2 separate regions of the Danio rerio genome follow, and region 2 is linked to region 1. Evidence: chromatin contacts called from public HiChIP or PLAC-seq data. All regions are on one chromosome and are shown on one strand. The core of a region is the stretch at or near the end of the contact, and the rest is flanking DNA. Distances in the headings are between cores, read along the strand shown. Region 1 holds the start of cnot1 (CCR4-NOT transcription complex, subunit 1). Region 2 holds the start of e2f4 (E2F transcription factor 4).

What was found. HiChIP or PLAC-seq counts read pairs in DNA pulled down with a chosen protein or histone mark.
Region 2: a contact with region 1 is called in an H3K4me3 HiChIP or PLAC-seq map of gastrula embryo, with 3 times the contacts expected there. The contact joins the promoter of e2f4 here to the promoter of cnot1 in region 1. A contact is called at or near these places in 2 of 4 datasets of contacts at active chromatin or transcription factors (embryo and gastrula embryo).

The regions. Positions count from the first base shown.
Region 1 is chr25:18,254,529-18,257,120 of GRCz12tu, forward strand. It overlaps cnot1 (CCR4-NOT transcription complex, subunit 1), which reads left to right and starts at 1,309. Exons shown (of 49, transcript NM_001079951.2): 1 at 1,309-1,416.
Region 2 is chr25:18,358,790-18,361,381 of GRCz12tu, forward strand. It overlaps e2f4 (E2F transcription factor 4), which reads left to right and starts at 1,278. Exons shown (of 10, transcript NM_213432.2): 1 at 1,278-1,743. The coding sequence starts at 1,588.

The sequences.
Region 1 (2,592 bases), core at 59-2,558:
ATTGTCGTTTTTGGGTGAACTCTCCATTTAGTGTTATGCTACAACTGACTGATTTAAACTCTAAATGGTTTTTAGAGCAAACATCAATTTTCATACTTTCCTACAACAATGATGAACATTCCAGGCCCATAGCCAGGGGGTTCGGGTGGTTTGAAAGACCCAGTCCCCACTGACAAAGGTGCAGAATTTGTCCCATGCATGACCTCATTTCTTTTATTTTGACTGCTATTCTGTCATAAATTGTGAACAAAATCCATCGAAGAAGACCGAGTGGAATCCTCTGTTGCTGTCGTGACTTCAGCTGATGTGTTCTGGCCAGTGCAAACATTTATTTTTCATGAGTCCAACATCTGTGCCAGAAAACATACAATTTGACGAAAGTTAAGCTATCGTTCACTACTGACCTACTGTATTGTTGCTAAATAAAGAAAACTACAAGAAACTTCTATTCTAAATCGTGGAACTTATTCATGAAACACAGGCAGCCCATTTTACATTTAATTTTAATAATAATCAGGCTATTGTTTTCTGTGAATTTTCAATTGAACTTTTTACAAGAGACAAATCAAAAATAATTGTGAAGCTCTACATTAATATTGTTTATTTTTTTATTCAAATGACCAAATTCTAACTAAGGTAATTTGAATGTGCTGGTTAGATTGTTATTTGCCTAAATAAATTAACATAAGATGCATTTAAAAAAAAAAAATATATATATATATATATATATATATATATATATATTTTTTTTTTTTTTTCTTAACGATAAATCACATAATAAATTAGTATTTTAAAGTTTTTTTTCAAAATCTTAAAGAAAATTTTTTGGTACATCAAAAATGACCAGCTATTTAAACAAAAAGGTGCTTAAAATATTATTAGAATGCAGTATTTAAACCTCATAATGAAATAGAAGATGAGGCGAATAACTGCAAAAGGACTTTATGAGGGGAAAAAAAGAACCATCGTTATCACCACCAGGCTGGCTATGGGCCTGCATTCAGTATACACTCGATGTATTACATCAATAAACTGTGTTTTTTAGAGATATGTTCTTGTTTAGAAAAAAAAAGAAGCATCTTCTTACAAATCTCCGTTGTTGTTGTAAATCCGTTCACACAGCAACAGGTGTGTGTTCGCATCTGCGCAGATCTCCGTCTTTTTATAGTGTTTGTGCGCACAGGGAGAGGCGGGGCGCGGTGGCAGCGCGCATCACTTCATATGTTGCGTAGTCGCGAGCTCGTGCGCGAGCTCAATAAGCACCGCACTGGGTGCGCGCGCGTGCCGTGACAGTCGCCATTTTATTTTGAAAAATCCAAACCGAACCGAGGGAGAAAGCGACCTTTTATCCGTCAAGATCAGAACGAAGAAACACGACGAAAATGATCATCCGCACGTAATTTTTCCAGGATCGAGGTAACGCGTCCACTCTCTGCGCTCGGCGCTGCGCTATAATCCCCCAAAGCGCTGGGGATATAAATTGGTTATCATATGTTGTCTGCTCGGCTAATTTAACGTTAGCTTGTTAGCGTGTAGCTTACCTTGCTTGTTTAACGGCCAAAAACTCCTAAGAAGCAAATTTGCCCTACGCGCGGGATGGTGGAAATATCTGTAACGGCCTGTAGGAGTTCGGTTGGTGATATGAATCACATTAATTGTGGAGAGCCTTCTAGTCATGACCAGGGCTCGTGTTGGTGCTACATGATCACTGGTGTGATTTAGACTCCGAGTTTGGTTTCTCCAACCACATAAATGTGTTGAGTGAGGCCCAGTAAACAGCAGTATGGCTATATGCTAAACTGCATGGCTGCTAATGTTCACTAACACTGCTTTACACAAACTTCCATGTTTACTATCATGTAGTACACCACTAACGTTACCAGTGCATTTATTACGCCTTTACATGAGTCAGGCTGCCAGATATTCTTACTAGAAGTGGAAGTGTGTGCCAGTGTTTTACTAACACTTGACTTGCATGAGATCATCATGGGTTGAAGATGCATAAGAACCATTTTTGTGTATTTCTAACGTTAATGTCCTAAACAAACCAGACGCCAGGTTCCTGTCAGTTAGGTGAGCATGTCGGGAACAGGCTAAGTGCTCGTCACCGTTTGAAACAATGAGGTTTACGCTGTTAGCTTAGCCTAGCTGTTAGCATGCTCTGGATTAGCACGACTGTTACTGAATCTGACAGAAATTGTGGTTTAAAATGCCGAGAGAGTTTGTTTTGAGATGATTAGAGCCATTGGCTGATAAACGCATTTAGATTGTGTGTTTTAGGGCACAACTGTGTACATTTTAAATGTGTAAACAAAAAGTTTGGTTTAAGATGAGTTAGCACTAGGATTGCTAACGGTGTTTTCCACAGTCGAGCTGGGAGTGTTTGAGTTGAACTGAAATGTTAGTTACGAGCTTGTGAATATAACCTGATAATTTGTTATGCAGATTGATTTGTGTTTATATTATCTATTAAATGCATTAGTTAGTTTGGTTTTGTGTTTAGCTTTTGCAAACAAAACTATAACGCTAGTTTCTGCTGTTCTTAGCATTTATTTGAGTTTATTTGATTTTATTGCTTTTATTTAATGTTTC
Region 2 (2,592 bases), core at 28-2,527, 100 kb after region 1:
GTGTAGTTATGTCATTTGCATGGTCAAGATGAGGGTTTGTACAAATGTGTATGTGCCTATACTTATTTTAGATGTTTAAATATCTATCGGTTTATCCATCTGTCAGTCTCAATGTTTCTCTTTCTCTCTCTCTTTGTCCATCCATCAGTGCATCTATTTCTGATCTATGTCAGTCATTCTTTCAGTAAATCTGCTTGTCTGTGGATCCATCCATTCATCTGTCCGTCTATCTATCTATATCTGTCAGTCTCATTGCTTCTCTTTCTCTCTCTCTTTGTCCATCCATCAGTTTATCTATCTATCTATCTATCTATCTATCTATCTATCTATCTATCTATCTATCTATCTATCTATCTATCTATCTATCTATCTATCATCTATCTATCTATCTATCTATCTATCTATCTATCTATCTATCTATCTATCTATCTATCTATCTATCTATCTATCTGTCTTTGCATTCAACTGTCTGTCTATCTATCTATCTATCTATCTATCTATCTATCTATCTATCTATCTATCTATCTATCTATCTATCTATCTATCTATCTATCTATCTATCTATCTGTCTTTGCATTCAACTGTCTGTCTGTCTATCTGTCTATCTATCTATCTATCTATCTATCTATCTATCTATCTATCTATCTATCTATCTATCTATCTATCTATCTATCTATCTATCTATCTATCTATCTGTCTTTGCATTCAACTGTCTGTCTATCTGTCTATCTATCTATCTATCTATCTATCTATCTATCTATCTATCTATCTATCTATCTATCTATCTATCTATCTATCTATCTATCTATCTATCATCTTTGCATTTAACTGTCTGTCTATCTATCTATCTATCTATCTATCTATCTATCTATCTATCTATCTATCTATCTATCTATCTATCTATCTATCTATCTATCTATCTATCTATCTATCTATCTATCTATCTATCTATCTATCTATCTGTCCGTCCGTTTGTCCGTCCGTCCGTCCATTTAGTGATAAAACAATCAGGCAAAATAAAAATTGATGTAAAATGCAACAAAAAACAGCAAATATATTGTTTTAATTATATTAAGGGTCAATTATTCAAATACGACAACATCTGTGAATAGAAAACTTTGCATTTTTCAATTTAGCACACGACAAAGAGAAAAACCGGTGTCTGTAGCCCCCACATGGTCGTTTCAGTTCAACGACGCCGCTTTTATCGCCCCCCTCAGGCCGCTTTACGCAATGCAGGAACCCTCCAATTTTTTTATCAGGTCATCCCATGATGCACTGCGCCTTCAACGGCTTCAGTCATTCAAGCAGCTCAGCGCTGGTGCTCGTAAGACCTCCTGTTCTGTTAGGCCATCTGGGTTGGGGTGATCCGTGTCCCAAACCGGACCAGACCCCGAACAGCGGTCGCAGCTCTGTCATTTTGTGGACAACTTTCCCGTCCATGGTTCGCAAATCGCCGGTCGTTGACGGGAAGCGAGCGTTTACGCGGCAGGAGCGGTGCTGTCAGCGATATAGCAAGCAGAAAGCGTTATTTATGCAACCATAAACACAACTGCGGGGATTTATTAATACTTCAACATCATCCTGATGGATTTAGAAACCGGAAGAAACGACCTGGGAGCGATGGGAGAGTCGCTGCAGCCGCAGACCCCCAGTCGCCACGAGAAAAGTCTCGGACTGCTCACCACCAAATTTGTGACTCTACTGCAGGAAGCGAAGGACGGAGTGCTGGATCTGAAAGCTGTAAGCACGACATCAGCTCATCACCATCACCATCACCTATACATCTGTACAATATCACACACGCGCTCGCGAGACACACAGCGCATGCACCGCGTTTATCTTTTAAAATGTGCATGAATACAGATAAACTGCAGATCTTGTAAAAGTTGCCTGAAAGTTGCTTTGCTAAGGGAGGAGGGGGTCGCGTGCACGCACATCCCCTCACTCAACTCCCACGACAATACACTAGCTCATTTACTAAATTAGACTAGTCAGCTAACAAGTTGCAAATGTAATGTCACTGCAGTCGGCAGTTCTATAATCCGCTCCGGTGTTTGTTGTTGTACGCCGGAGTTTATTTGCGGTGGAAAAGTAGTTTCCATCCGGGCTGAAAACTCAAACAAAAGCCTTCAAAACAAGCACGTGCTCTGGAGTTTTGGGAAATTTAGGCCTATGCAAATGGTGGAGTTGCAAAGCATGCTTTAGAGTTTAAACCTGGTTTTTGTATGTATAAATATATTATAATGCAAATATGTTGTTTTGAAATGTCCTATGTTGTTTGGAGTTTAGATTTGCGCAGGCGCTACTCGAAGTGGACCGCATCTAGTTCGGTTGCTTGTCAAATCTGATTTTTTTATCTCTTAGATTAGTTACGGTACATTTTAAAGAAATTAGCATTTTGTCTATATTTTCACTCTCATATTTGTTCCGAACATTAGTTTTTAGTGGGACCACTAAAAGAGATGTTAGGCTGAATGACAGCCTCGGTCACCATTCACTTTCTTTACACTGAGTTAAGATGCACTTCTAGTGAATGGTGACCAGACAAGTCTTTCACAATATGACTAACATTTAAAAAGTCGCATGAAC